Regions from separate parts of the Callithrix jacchus genome. Here region 1 is linked to region 2. The links are chromatin contacts, called in public Hi-C maps. All regions are on one chromosome and are shown on one strand. Each heading gives the region's core, a stretch centred on a gene start, on an enhancer-like site or on the middle of the called end of the contact. The rest is flanking DNA. Distances are from core to core; before and after follow the strand shown. Region 1 overlaps BLM (BLM RecQ like helicase). Region 2 holds the start of FES (FES proto-oncogene, tyrosine kinase).

Evidence for each region. Hi-C and Micro-C count contacts between places; a contact is called where the count stands out from the background.
Region 1: a Hi-C map of induced pluripotent stem cells shows a contact between it and region 2, with 1.9 times the contacts expected there. The contact joins the enhancer-like site here to the promoter of FES in region 2. A contact is called at or near these places in 2 of 3 Hi-C or Micro-C datasets (induced pluripotent stem cells and skeletal muscle).

What each region holds. Positions count from the first base shown.
Region 1 is chr6:19,604,462-19,611,755 of calJac240_pri, reverse strand. BLM (BLM RecQ like helicase) reads left to right here. Exons shown (of 25, transcript XM_078326814.1): 25 at 1,803-2,759. The coding sequence ends at 1,977. Among named protein-coding and RNA genes, the nearest start is that of FURIN, 44 kb to the right of the region's middle. Within about 2 kb of position 4,400, at least 5 of the 16 cell types and tissues checked have an H3K27ac peak or open chromatin away from gene starts, as enhancers often do.
Region 2 is chr6:19,545,519-19,553,177 of calJac240_pri, reverse strand. FES (FES proto-oncogene, tyrosine kinase) reads left to right here and starts at 4,927. Exons shown (of 19, transcript XM_054257241.2): 1 at 4,927-5,060; 2 at 5,444-5,662; 3 at 5,815-5,988. The coding sequence starts at 5,453. FURIN (furin, paired basic amino acid cleaving enzyme) reads left to right here. Exons shown (of 16, transcript XM_008998388.5): 10 at 37-137; 11 at 234-337; 12 at 447-564; 13 at 674-853; 14 at 1,246-1,370; 15 at 1,481-1,591; 16 at 1,828-3,904. The coding sequence ends at 2,423.

The DNA.
Region 1 (7,294 bases), core at 3,151-5,650, 59 kb before region 2:
CTGATCTGATAAGAAGCATTAAAGTTCACACTCCTGCAAAAGCCAGTACCAATTTCCATGCTTGTTTTCAATGAGCCTGGTGTTTAAGATGGGATTTCTTGTTTTTGTTGAGATGGAGTCTCGCTCTGTCCCCCAGGCTGGAGTGCATTGGTGTGAACTCTGCTCACTGCAACCTCTGCCTCCTGGGTTCAAGCGATTTTCCTGCCTCGTCCTCCCAAGTAGCTGGCATTACAGTGCCCACAGCTGCACCTGGCTGATTTTTGTATTTTTAGTAGAGATGAGGTTTCACCGCATTGGCCAGGCTGATCTCAAACTCCTGACCTCAGGTGATCCATCTGCCTTGGCCTCCCAAAATGCTGGGATTACAGGCGTGAGCCACCGTATCCGGCCAAGATTTGATTCTTTTTTAAGCACTGCCAGCCAAAGCCAGTGCCCTGTGTGACTTTGTTCCACCCTTGGAGCAGCCTCTTTGTGCTCCACTCTCCTTTCCACTGACCCAGTCTGCTCCCCAGATTGAGAGTCCCTGTGCAGTGAAAGAATACATGTGGCTCTCTGCCAGCAACCTCACCTCCCCACCCTACCCTCAGAGTTTTACGTCTTCAGAACAACACACAATGAAGCAGTTGTGTTCTGGGCTCTCTGAGTGGGAGTAAATGGATGGCCCAGGTGAAATGGAGGCTGCTGTTGGCAGATTCATTCTGTAAATCAACATAAACAGCAGGTTTTCACTCCAGGCTTAATTTCCCCGCAGGAAATCAGCAGAGGAAAACTTCAGGCTGCCTCTCTGCCAGTTTAGCAGATCTTTGCCAGTTCTGTAGTAAAATTGCCCTGGAGCCAGAGTTTAAGTCATGGAGCCCCACCAAAATGTCACCCCCCACAGACTGTGGCCCTGATACTCTGTACCGCCCATTCAGACAGGAGGCTACTTGCATGCCCTGGTGCCACGGAACTCATGATGGGCCTGACTTCAGCCGGGTTACAAAGCAGCGGGAGTGGCTTCTGTAGGTAGTGCTGCCTGCAGTCATCACTGTGAACATGCCGCCCTGTAGTCTGCTTTGTTTTTTGTTTCATTTAGGGGTGGGAAGGGAACCGTTATCTTAAGGTTTGCAAGAAAAGTGATGCAGGAAGGACTTGGTAATCGGCTGTGGCGGAGTCTTCCTTGGCTTTAGAAGGCAGCGAGTGGGAGGGAGAGCTGGTGGATCTCTGGGTGTAGGCAGGTGAGCCAGGGAGCTGCTGGATGTGGCCCTGACAGACAGGCCAGACCCCGGGATGAGGCAGCTCTGTCCTCCCCTGGAAGCCGCATCTGCAGCCTCCCTGCGCGAGCCAGGAAGACCCCAGCTCCGCCCCTCCTGGCCACCCACCCTACCCCACACCTACTCACCCCACAGCTGCCTTGCCCCCGATTGTGCAAGTCCAGTCACTCTGGGGCTCCTGCCAGCAGGGAGCTGGGGCCTTCCAACAAGGTGTTTCACTTTCTTAATCTGGTCGGAATAGCTGAGGGCACGTGCACCTCTGTTCCTCTGGTGTAGGCCAGGGAAGGTGTGGGTGGAGAGAGTTCGGTGGGTTGGTCACAAGTTAGGAAATTAAGAAACAGTCCTTAACATTTCCGAAAGAGAAATTCAAGAAAAATTTGTATGAAGGGCAGTGGCTCTGGATCCCTTTGGTAAAGGAAACTTACCTTATCTGGGGGGGGTGTAGGCAGAAAATGCAGGCGGAAAGTCCTGTTTAGCTCTGCAAGTAGAGGAAGGTCATTCACTTTTGGTTTAATTTAACGTTTTCATTTTTTCTTTGTCACATTTCAGGGGGTCTGCCACACGGAGAAAGATGTCTTCCAGAACAAAATCCAGCATCGCTGGATCCAGTTCAGCCTCGCATGCTTCTCAAGCAACATCAGGAGCCAATAGAAAATTGGGGATTATGGCTCCACCAAAGCCTATAAATAGACCATTTCTGAAGCCTTCGTATGCATTCGCCTAACAACCGAATCGCAATGTACAGAGACCCCTTCCTTGTCAGCATCTGACCATCTGTGACTAGAAGGCTGTTATTCTTGTTATACCATTTGAAATTTTTACTCGTCTCTATTAATATTTAAATAAATGCTGGGGGGCGATAGATCTTATTTTTAAAATAAACACTTTCTTTTGAATAAGCATGTTTTCCTGCCACCGCAAGTGTTGTGGCCGTTGTTTCTCAGAACGTCTGAGGCAGCAGCTGAATCATCTCCATGCGAGAGATTCTGAGCATAGCACGAAACCCAGAAGCCAAAGGAAGAACCACATGTGGGCCTATGTGAAACTCGAGCTTTCTGTATAAGACAACACAAGCAAAATTCAAAGACAAATGACAGGGAGAAGAGAAGAGAATATATTACAAATGAGTAGTATCCATGATCTACCAAACACCTGTGAACCAGCCAGAAACATCCCAGTGGACAGGTGGACCAAGGATGCAAAGAGGCTCGTCTCAGAAGAAATACGCATGCCCATGGCCAGGCATGCTGGCTCATGAGGTCAGGAGTTCAAGACCAACCTGACAACGTGAAACCCCGTCTTTACTAAAAAATTAGCGGGGTGTGGTGGCACATACCTATACTCCCAGCTACTCAGGAGGCTGAGGCAGAAGAATGGCTTGAACCCAGGAGGCAGTAAGCTGAGATCGTGCCACTGCACTCCAGCCTGGGCAACTGAGTGGGAGGAATACACATCTTCCGCAAACATGAAAATGGTCAGTCTCCCTGATTAAAAATGATAAAACCATGTGAAAGCATTTTTTTGCCTACAAATTATCCACACTGGATAATATCCCAATATTTGGGGTTGGCGTGAGAGTGATTGACAGATGGTTTGGGTGGGAGCAAGTGGCGGTCACTGTAGTCCTTTGGCATTGCGGTGGCCTCACCTTTCAGGATCCTCCATAATGGGCCGGTTGGCCCCAGCATCTTAGGTAGGATTTTGGCCTCTCTTTCCTGAACTCCAGTGGCCCTGTTTTTGGAGTCGTGTGTTTCTTAGCTGTAGGTCACCTTTGCCCGGTTCCCACGCAGCGAGGAAGTGGCATAGGTCGCGAAATGCCACACGTTGGCCTGCCCTTCGTGTGATGTTACCTGTTGATGTTACCTGTGACATCACTCGGGAGGGTGTAGCTGGGGAGACCCTGCCTCTGCCACAGGTGTGAGGAGAGGGTTGGTAGGAAGCCCTGGGGACTCAGTGCTGAGAGGGACCCACACTTGTGGCAGCATACCTACTTCCTGCCTCCTCGGCTGCCCGCGAGCCTCAACTGCCACCTGTGGGCTTTGGCTTTGCGTTTAATGGTGGGGACTGGCCAGGCGAGTTTGCTGAGGGCTGCGTGCCATCAGCTCAGCTGCCTTCCAGATCTGACATTTTCAGAGGCTGTCCTTCTGACCAGAAGAACCTTTTCTGGCAGTGAGGAGTGGAAAGGAGACCCCTGGGGTAATGTCCCCAGTGTGAGGCCACCTTGGAGAGTTGCTTGTCCAGCCAGGGCATCTGGTGGGACACATCATTCCACCTGCTGCAGCAGCTCAGGCCTTGGTGGTGGGGGTGGATTCTGGTGCAGACGCACCACTGCTGGGCTCTGACCACGTCCCCTTGTTCCTTCTGGAGATGAGTTAGCCCTCAAGGTTGCAAGCTCTGCCTCCAGGGGCTCCCAGGGCTGTGGGGGAACAGAGGAAGGTAACGTGCGTGGATCCTGAAGGTGGAGCACAGAGGCCGTGTGGGCCCCACCCTACCCACAGCCCTTCCCTGTGTCCTGGGAAGAGCTGATGGTGGTTCACCCCTGCCTCCCAACAAGGAACCTGAGGCCTGGAGACCTCTGACTTGCCTAACTCAAATGACCACAAGCAGCAGAGCCAGGCCCACACCCAGCTCTTGAAAACATTCTAGGTTGGAACAGGCTCTGCTCAGTTTCTCAGGACCCGAGAATAGACACAGAAAATGCAAGCAGCCTCCTTCCTCCAGCTCATCCTCCAGCCCTCCCGGACCCCCCCCCCCAGGGAAGGCTCTGCATTTGCCAAGTGCAACCCCAGGAGGGACGAAGCAGGAAAACTTGCCCTGAACCAATGCCAAGGCCTTGAAGCCAAAGACAGATCCACAGTGACAGCAAAGCTTCTCTGGGCTGGGCCCTGCTGGCAGCCCTCCATGGGCACAAATCGCCACCACCTGGGGCAGGAGGAGATACAAGACCACCAGGGAAGGCCAGCCTGGGACTCATCACGGACTTGTTCTCCCCGAGGTACAGGAAGGCCTGACTCTCCCATAGTCACTGTCACCCGTTGGAAGGGCACAGGCCCGACTGGACTCTGACTCTGCAGCTGCACACACACCCTGCTGAGGCCCTCACATTCCTCACGTTGCAGAACGCTGGCAGACAGGCCCTTGCTCACCTCCAGGAACAGGGAACCCACCACTCTCAGAGGAAGAGAACAAGCACAGAGAGCCCTGTGCTAAGGGCTGTTCTGGGAACCCAGGAAATTGACTTCTTCCATCCCTCCCACAGCCCTGGGAGGCAGGCACAGGATGTTGGCCTTTTTTATGCAGAAACCAGAATTCAGAGAGGTTATGTAACTTGCCCAAATCCACGCAGCTAGGAAGCGGTGGTAAGTAGGGTAACACACATCTCGACTTGCCCTGAGAGTCCGGTTTACATCTGTTGTCCGGGTGTGATGATTAACATAGCTCACTTTCATTCTCAAAAGTACTCCAGCTCAGACTAGAAGTTCGGTGGCATCAAGAACCTGAGCTCTTTCCCTGAACTGTCCACCCTCCTCCCCCAACCCCACTTTCCACCCAGAGCCTCAGGGGCCACCTGCTGTCGCCTGCTCAAAACTCCAGGCCTCTGCTGCAGACTCCAGGGACAGAGGCTGCAGAATTATCAGGCAGCACCGCTGAGCTGCGGCTTTTCTCCAGAAGAGGAAGCAGAGGCTGTGGTCCAAGCCCTCTCGCTCTTCTTAAGAAACTGCTGCTTCTCCCACTCTTGCAGCAGTCTGGAGCTGTTGTGAGACCTGAGGCCCACCCTCCCAGAGTCCCCACCCGGCTCTTTCTCTGGCTCGGAGCTGCTACCTGGTGGGGACCCCCCAGTCTGGGACCTCGAGCTGGCAGAGGCCTTTGGGCAGAGACAATGGCTGAGGGGTCTTCCATGGTGGCTGAGGTGGAATCCCCAGGGGCTCCAGCAGCCACTTCTCCCTCGGGGCAGCTGCCACAGCCCCATGCGGCCTCAAAGCCAGGGCTCACAGAAGCCAGCTGGCGGGGCACACCCAGGGGACCCAAGCCAGGCCCAGACCCTGCTGCGTGCTCCAGCTGTTGAGTACAGCCTCCTCTGGGAGGCAGGGGCTCAGCTCTGCAGCTGGGCAGGGCAGACCCAGGACTTTGGGACAAGCCTCTCGGCCTGCAGAAGTCTCCTGCTTCTCAAAATACACTCACTCTGTTGTCCCCCCACCCAGAAAGGCTCTCCCAGGCTGGACCGAGCTCCCTGTTGGCAGGAGAGGAAGAGAGAAAACCCTCCCTGGTTGGGGTGGACTGTGGACCCTGCCCCACAGAGTCACCACTGGAAAGAAGGATGGGACAAGAAGGTTGATGGAAGCCAGAACTGGAGTCCAGAAATCCCCAGGGACGGTGAGGCATCTCTGGCTCTTGGCTCGGGTCTATTCAGGATGCGGGAGTTCACCCAGAGAGCCTGTTTGTCCCCATGGGTCCCACACACAGGCCACAGGCGTCTGCCTGTCCCAGCCCCATCTACTCAGTCCCTGCCAGGAGCCACAAGGCCCCATGAAGGTCAGGCCCTGGCACTATACCCGGGCCAGGAGTGGAGCAGACAGCTCAGGTCCCTGCTTCCCACAAGGAACACCCTCCTCAGTGGGGTGAAACCTGGAGTAGGGACCCTTGGGGCGGGAGGTGGCAGTGGTGCCCCCGGAACTGCTAACGCAGAGTAAGGGTCTGAAGAGAGAGCCACCATTAACAGACCTGAAACCCCCACCTGGAAGGAAGGACATCAGAGACCCCGAGAGACACCAGGACTTCTGCCCAGAGCCCTGCCTTGGCTCAGGCAGGGGTGGCCCCCTCCGCTGTGGGAGCCTTGAGCCACTGTGACCGGGAGGCAGTTAGCCCTGCTAACCCCAAAGGCGAGCTCAGCAGTCAGCGCCAGGGAAACCAAGGTCGGCCCATGCCAGCCCCACTGCAGACACCTGCCTGCACGGTGGATGTGCAAACCAGGACAGGGATCCACCCTCGCACCATCGTCACCACCAGGTCTGGAGTGGGCGGGACCTGGCCCCTTCCTCAGCCACTGAGTGCCCTTGGCAAGCTCTGTGGCCTCTCTGAGCCCCAGTGTCTCATCGGCACCATAAACACGCCACCTGGTCTGGCCTCCAGGGTGGCTGCGGCAGCCTTTTGGTCAGATATTCCACAAACATTTCTTGGCCAGAGCAGAGCTCCAGCATGGTTCAGCCTTCAACCAGGGCACAGGCAGGGAGGGAAACACCATGGGAGAAGGAGAGAGCAGTGTTGGGGTATGTGGGGATGGGGGTGAAGACCCCAGGGCCAGCCCGGGGCCAGTGGACATGGGGGAGGGTGCTCAGGGGGCTGAAGTGGCCAAGTGACCTCCAGGCTGACCATTCCAGGGTCCAGCCACCCCTGCTGAAGCCACCCTGTGCTCGCCTTGCTGGTCTTCTCCTCACCTAGGAAGAACAGAAAGGACATGGCGCCCACTGTGGGACCCTATTCCTGAGGGGAAAGGCCCTGTACCAGCCTGGCCACCGTCTCACTGGTAGGACATGTGCACCCCAGGCTGGGCCACCTGCCTGTATGGGCTCCAGCTCAGGGAGCGGGCACAATGGGGGTGACCCCAGCCCACTTGCCAGGTTTCCTGCCCCACAGGCTCAGCTTAGGGCTGCACCTTTGCCCCAGATCTGGGTTATAGCCCCAGGGACTTGGCACACAGCAGGTGCCTAATAATAGCTTGTTGGATGGATACATGAGCGGATATGTGGGTGAGTGGGTGAAGGGGCACTGTGAAGACATCTGCCTCACGGCCTCCCATGGGAGGATAAGCTAGGAGGAGGAGACAGGGCCTTAAAATCCTGCAGCCCCACAGTCAGCACCAGGCTGATGGGGATGGTGGCCCAGGTCACCAAAGGCTCCCTTGTGACCTGCTGGCTTCATCTGGACAAGGAGAAGCAGTTTTCCAGCTGGCTTCCGTTTTCACTTAGGCTTTCTTTCTTTTTTTTTTTTTTTAGACGGAGTTTCACTGTTGTTACCCAGACTGGAGTGCAATGGCACGATAT
Region 2 (7,659 bases), core at 3,678-6,177:
CCGTCGCAGGCCCCAATACGATTCTTCTCTGGGCAGGTGACGACTGACTTGCGGCAGAAGTGCACGGAGTCTCACACAGGCACCTCAGCCTCTGCCCCTTTAGCAGCCGGCATTATTGCCCTCACCCTGGAGGCCAAGTAAGTGGGTGGGGGCTGGGGGCAACCCTGTCCCTCCTGGCACTCTCTGTGCCGCTCTCAAAACAGACTGATCCCTGACCTCTCCCTTCTTTGTAGTAAGAACCTCACATGGCGGGACATGCAGCACCTGGTGGTCCAGACCTCGAAGCCAGCCCACCTCAACGCCAACGACTGGGCCACCAATGGCGTAGGCCGGAAAGGTGAGGGCAGGCTGCAGTGCCTGGCAGCGGGATGTGGAGTTCGGTGGAAGGCCCTCTGTGCCCCCCGCTGACCCCACCTTCCCTGTCCCCACCTTCCCTGTCCCCACAGTGAGCCACTCATATGGCTACGGGCTTTTGGATGCAGGCGCAATGGTCGCCCTGGCCCGGAATTGGACCACAGTGCCCCCCCAGCGGAAGTGCATCATTGACATCCTCACCGAGCCCAAGTGAGGGCTGGCCCCTGGCTGGGAGGGGGCCGGTGGGACCTGAGAGTCGCAGGGGGTACCCGCTGGTCCCTCCAGGCCTGGCTGACCCTCACAGTGCTCTCCTGCACAGAGACATCGGGAAGCGGCTCGAGGTGCGGAAGACTGTGACTGCCTGCCTGGGCGAGCCCAACCACATCACCCGGCTGGAGCACGCTCAGGCGCGGCTCACACTGTCCTATAATCGCCGTGGCGACCTGGCCATCCACCTGGTCAGCCCCATGGGCACCCGCTCCACCCTGCTGGCAGCCAGGTGCTTGCTCTGCCCCTGCCCGCCCTGCCCAGCGCCACCTCCCTCACAGCCTGCAGACTTGCCTTCGCTCACTCACATGGCCCAGGGGGCACTCGTGACATTTCAGGAAGGACAGCTTTGTCCCGGGGGACCGTTATTGGCTGCAGGAATCCCTGGCTTGCCCCCATTTAACGTCTGTAGTGTGCCCCACCTTGTCCGGTGCCTGTACCTTTCTAGAATCCCCCATTGAGCACATCTGGCTCACTGAGAAACAGCCAAGCCAGCAGGCGCTTCCGGCCCCGTGGGGTTGGTCTGTGTGGGGAAAGGGTGTGTGTCCTGTGTGTTGTGGGTGAGGTGTCCCTGGCCTGGGGTCCCCCAGAGGCCTCAGAGGGCTGTGGCACCCCCCTTCCCAGGCCGCATGACTACTCCGCAGATGGGTTTAATGACTGGGCCTTCATGACAACTCACGCCTGGGATGAAGATCCCTCTGGCGAGTGGATCCTAGAGATTGAAAACACCAGTGAAGCCAACAACTATGGTACTGGGGGCACTTGAGGGGCAGGGGTACGAGGAGGGCTGGCAGGACCTGGGGCGCTGGGCATGGTGCCAGCACTATCCCACTTTTGCCTACTTCCCTCTCTGGAATAGGGACGTTGACCAAGTTCACCCTCGTGCTCTATGGCACAGCTCCTGAGGGGCTGCCTGTACCTCCTGAAAGCAGCGGCTGCAAGACCCTCACATCCAGCCAGGCCTGTGTGGGTCAGTAGTGGGTACTGTTGGGCTTTGGGGGCCTGAGTCTAGGGGGAAGGCGGGTGCTTGTCCTGAATCCCAGCTTTAAGAGAAAAAGGTCTCAAGAGACCTGGGGTGCTTGGGATAACCACAGTCCTGGGGCTGGGGAAGCCTGGGGGTGTGGTGAGTTGCCCTGGGGCAGCTGTGGCCCTATGGCTACAGTCTCTGTAGCTGACACACACTCACCCTCTCTCCTACGCCGACAGTGTGTGAGGAAGGCTTCTCCCTGCACCAGAAGAGCTGCGTGCAGCACTGCCCTCCAGGTTTTGCCCCCCAAGTTCTGGATACACACTATAGCACCGAGAATGATGTGGAGACCATCCGGGCCAGCATCTGCGCCCCCTGCCATGCCTCATGTGCCACATGCCAGGGACCGGCCCCCACAGACTGCCTCAGCTGCCCCAGCCACGCCTCTTTGGACCCTGTGGAGCAAACTTGCTCCCGGCAAAGCCAGAGCAGCCGAGAGTCCCCGCCAGAGCAGCAGCCACCACCCCGGCTGCCCCCAGAGGTGGAGGAGGAGCCGCGGCTGCGGGCAGGCCTGCTGCCCTCTCACCTGCCTGAGGTGGTGGCCGGCCTCAGCTGCGCCTTCATCGTGCTGGTCTTCGTCACTGTCTTCCTGGTCCTGCAGCTGCGCTCTGGCTTTAGCTTCCGGGGGGTGAAGGTGTACACCATGGACCGTGGCCTCATCTCCTATAAGGGGCTGCCCCCTGAAGCCTGGCAGGAGGAGTGTCCATCCGACTCAGAAGAGGATGAGGGCCGGGGCGAGAGGACCGCCTTTATCAAAGACCAGAGCGCCCTCTGATGAGCCCACTGCCCACCCCCTCAAGCCAATCCCCTCCTTGGGCACTTTTTAATTCACCAAAGTATTTTTTTATCTTGGGACTGGGTTTGGACCCCAGCTGGGAGGCAAGAGGGGTGGAGACTGCTTCCCATCCTACCCTCAGTGCCCCCTCCATGTGGAGAAAGGAGTGAAACCTTCAGGGCAGCCAGCCCCGGCCACAGCCAGAGTTCCTGCGGAGTGAAGATGGGCAGCCCTTGCTTGTTGGGATTCCTGACCCAGGCCACCGCTCTTGCCCTTCCCTGTCCCTCTAAAGCAATAATGGTCCCCATCCAGGCAGTTGGGAGGCTGGCCTGGGAGGCATTTGTGGGAGGAGGCCACCTCTCCAAGGGCTTTCGCATCCTCCACCCTGTCCCCTAGCTCTAGTGAGTCTTGGCGGCAGCAGCCATCATAGGAAGGGACCAAGGCAAGGCAGGTGCCTCTGGGTGTGCACGTGGCCAGTGTCCCCTGGCCCACCTTGTGCTCCATGTCTCCACAACCACTGGCTGCCAGGTTGGCACAGCTAAGGCGGAAGCTGTCAGAACCCTGTGCTGGTGTCCTCGCCACCCTCCCTTCTCTTGCACCCGCCTCTCTGGTTGGGGCCCAAGTCCCTGTTTTCTGAGCCCGGGCTGCCTGAGCTGTTGGCACTCACAGACCTGGAGCCCCTGGGTGGGTGGTGGGGAGGGGCGGTGGCCCAGCCAGCCTCTCTGGCCTCCCACCCGATGCTGCTTTCCCCTGTGGGGATCTCAGGGGCTGTTTGAGGATATATTTTCACTTTGTGATGATTTCACTTTAGATGCTGATGATTTGTTTTGTATTTTTAATGGGGGTAGCAGCTGGACTACCCACCTTCTCACACCCACCGTCCACCATGCTCCTCCTTGGCTGCCCTGGCCCTGAGCTGTGGGGGCTGCAGCATGTTCTGAGGAGTGAGGAAAAGTTGAGCCCCAAGTCCTGAAGAGGCAGGCCAGCCAGGTGGGCTGGAGGAAAGGGGGTCCCCTGGTGGGAGGGCAGGCTAACATCTGTTTTCAAGTGGGGCTCGCCAAGCCAAGGGCCCAGAGGTCACTGGCTCTCCAAGTGCCAGGGGTGGGCAGGTGGTGACACTCAGCCCCCTCAACACTGTGCCCTGGTGGAGAAAGCACTGACCTGGCAAGCCCCCCAAAACCCCTCTTCTGACGTGCCTTTTGCACCCCTCCCATTAGGACAATCAGTCCCCTCCAACCTGGGAGCCCCCTTTTCTTTCCCCTAGCCATTCCTGGTACCCAGCCACCTGCCCAGGGGTGCCCCCTCCTCCCATCCCCCCACCCTCTTGGCCAGCCCGGCTGGTTTTGTAAGACACTGGGTTGGTGCACAGTGATTTTTTTCTTGTAATTTAAACAGGCCCAGCATTGTTGGTTCTATTTAATGGACACGAGATAATGTTAGAGGTTTTAAAGTGATTAAACGTGCAGACTATGCAAACCAGGGCCAGTCTCCAGTGTGGTACCATTGCCCCTTCATGGCGGCTGGGGGCCAGTTAGGCCTTCGCAGTGGCCAGCCTGCCTGGATGTGGGCTTGAGTCAGACGGCCAAAGTCCTCCAAGGGGTTGGAGGTTGTACCAGCCCTAGTGGAAGGAGGCAGCCCCCTGGGGTGGGGCCGGTGACCCCTGAACCTTAGGAGCTGAGCAGAGAGCACTTCCAAAGGACTTGTCTCCAGCAGTGTGAAGAGCAACTGGGCATATTGTGCCTTCCTGGGCTGAAGTGACCTGGCTGCCAGGGCTATGGGGCTGAGGCCTAAAGCGGGGGCCTAGCTGAACCAAGACTACTTGCTAGGGGAAGCCAGAGTCCCACATGGAAAACTCTGCACCTCTCCACCCACCAGCCCCTGCCCTCTGAATGCCCTAGGCCTCCCTTAGGACAGGAAGCCCCTGCCTGGGGGTAGGAGGATGGAGTCGGAGCCACCAGGGCCTGTCCCTGAGAAGCAGCCTCTGTTCGGGATATTTACTTGGAAATTTTATTCAAATAGAAGCTGGCGCCTGAGCCTCTCCTTAGGGAATACCATGAGGTGGGGAGAGCTGGCCCAGGGTTCCCTGGTCCTCTCCTGCGGTGGCCCAGGCCTGGTGCTAGGACTGCGCGCCTCCCCTCAGCCACCGACACCCCCGGCTTCCCTGGGTCCAGCATCTGCCTGGGGCCTTGCCCTGCAACGCCGCCCCCACCTTGCGCCCCTTCCCGGTGTTCCCGGGGCGCTACGGGGCCCAGGGGCTGCAGGGCGCAGGCGGCGCTCAGCTGAGCCATTCTTTCCCGGCCCCCTCCTCCCTTCCGTTTCCGTGGCCGCGCAGCCGGCTGGAGGCTGTGGCCCAGCGCGGAGCAGGGGGGCTGGCAGGCGTCGAGGCCGTCGAGCAGCTCCTGCCCGCCCCTTCCCCTCCAGGCCCGCCCCAGGGCCGAGGCCAACTGAAACCACGGAGGAGGAAGCGCGGAATCAGGAACTGGCCGGGGTCGGCACCGGGCCTGAGTCTGTCCGAGGCCGCCCCAGGAGCAGCTGCCCGCGCGGGTAACGCCAGCCCCAGGGCCCGGAATAGCTGGGGGGGCGCGGCGGGCAGGGGCCAGGCGGGCATTCTGAGGGCCGGAGACGCACCGGGTACGGGTAGGGACCGCGGAAGGCCGGGATGGCCGCAGGGGCAGGGCTCACAGCCGCCTGAGGATTCAGCTGGTGCAGGCTTAGCCTGTCGAGGACCTGGGAGAGGGTGTCCCTGTAAAAGGTGGTGGGTGGAAGGGCCTGGGGAGGGAGGATCCAGGTTGGCTCCTGTTCCTGGATGGGGGAGGGGACCTCTGGCGCTCGGGAAGCAATGAGGGCCAGTGACCAGGCCAGGCTGCTGCTGTGTACCCCCGGCTGTGTGTGAACGAGGCAGGACTCCACCTTCCCCCATCTGCAGTCCATCCCAATCCTCCAGTCCCAGCCTCCTCGTCCGACGCCTGCGTCTCCAGCTGCTGCCTCACCCTGACGGCTAGCCCCCTTTCTGTCCCCAGGCCCGCACTATGGGCTTCTCTTCGGAGCTGTGCAGCCCCCAGGGCCATGGGGTCCTGCAGCAGATGCAGGAGGCTGAGCTCCGGCTCCTGGAGGGCATGAGGAAGTGGATGGCCCAGCGGGTCAAGAGTGACAGGGAATATGCCGGGCTGCTTCACCACATGTCCCTGCAGGACGGCGGGGGCCAGAGCCGGGGCATTCTGGACAGCCCCATCAGCCAGGTGGGCCTCTGCGGGACTCTTGTGGGTGCTGGCTGGCTCTGCCTTCCCCTTCCTCTCCTGGGGGCCCTCTGGAGGAGCGGTTGGAGATTTGGCAGGCCCAGGCTTGGGAGCCATGGTCCCCTCCTCCCTGCCTCCCCTTTCCTGTGCTTTAGTCCTGGGCGGAGATCACCAGCCAGACAGAGGGCCTGAGCCGGTTGCTGCGGCAGCACGCAGAGGACCTGAACTCAGGGCCCCTGAGCAAGCTGAGCCTGCTCATCCGGGAGCGGCAGCAGCTTCGCAAGACCTACAGCGAGCAGTGGCAGCAGCTGCAGCAGGAGCTCACCAAGGTGGGTGGGCGGCACAGGACTTCGGTCACTTCTGTCTAAATTTTGAGCCTCCAAGGGGTGGTTTTGCACAAGAGTCGGTGGACTCACTGGGGAAGTGGAAGTCCCTGACCACAGGCCTGGCCTGCTCCAACCTTGATGCAGCTTCCTCTCCCCACCCCCCCGCCCCCCACCCCCCACGTTGGGCTTGCTTGCAGCAAGGTGTCTGTGCTCTTTCTGTGCCTGGGCAAAGTGCTGGGAATGGAAGGATGAGTGGCTAGACATTTGCCTATGAGAAGCTCAGAATCGGTGCTTGCCTCCACACTGGGCCACCTGGCCCCGGGTTCTGAGAGTCATGGAGAGGAATAAGAGGGTCAGTCTCATTGCCTTCGACCTAGGCAGGCTCCTCACATGGCCCCAGAGACTGGGCAGCAGCATGGCCCCCTGAAGACCAAGGACTCGGGCTGTGATGTCAGGTTTGACTCCCACCAGCTCCTTGGTCTAGGGGCTGTGTGATTTGGAGCTGGCTCTTTATCTGGGAGCCCAGTACCCCCATTCAGTGTGTGGGTCAGCCTCCCTGCACCACACCCCTTCCTCAAGTGCAGAGCCCAGCCTTGCCATGGACCCACAGCGGCCCCTGGTGTCAGCCCTGGCCCTACTCCTCTCCCCAAAAGATATCTCGAATTTGAGGGTTAGCCTATTTGTATCAGATTTTGCTGGAACACAGCTTTGCCTCTTTGTTTTCATGCTGTTGGTGGCTACAATGGCGGAGTTGAGTAATTAGGATAGAGACGGTATGGCCTACAAGCCTGGAATATTTATTTACTATCCGGCCATTTAGGAAAGAAAGTGATCCGCTGGGGGTGGTGGCTCACATCTGTAATCCCAACACTTTGGGAGGCCCAGGCAGGTGGATCACGAAGTCAGGAGTTTGAGACAAGCCTGGCCAATATAGTGAAACCCCATCTCTACTAAAAATACAAAAATTAGCCAGGTGTGGTAGTGTGCGCCTGTAGTCCCATCTATTCTGGGGAGGCTGAGGCAGGAGAATCACTTGAACCTGGGAGGCAGAGGTTACAGTGAGCTGAGATTGTGCCACTGTACTCCAGCTTGGGGGATAGAGTGAGACTCTGTCTCAAAAAAAAAACAAAAAAAAAGAAAACAAAAAAGAAAAAGACTAATTTAGTCAAGGTCTTTAGCTCAGTTACAGATGGGGAAACTGAGGTTGGGGCCTTGCCCAATGTATCCCAGCACATAAACAGGAGAACTGGGGTGAGACTCTGGTCTCAGCTCTCATCTGTTTCTACTGTCAAGTATATAATTTGCAGGACCCAGCACAAAATGAGATTGTGGGGCTCTTTGTTAAAAGATTGTTAAGAATTTCAAGGTGTGGCAGTAATGGGGCATGAGACCCAGCACAGGGCCTGTCTACATGTGGACGCCCTGCATGTGTGTGACTGCACAGGCTGCACACACCTGCAGCTGGCCCTGCCTACCACCGGGCTACTGCTCCCAGACCAAGGAGGGACGGCTGTAGCCTGTAGTCCACCTCTTTGCCTCCCTAAGGGGCTTGTCTTTAACAGGCCCTCTGACCTTTGACCCTCAGCTTAGCAGCCAGCTTTCCCAGAAGTCTCCAGGTGCTCCTTGCTGGTGACAGGACCTTTCCAGGGCTTCATCCCAGGCAAGAACCTTCCT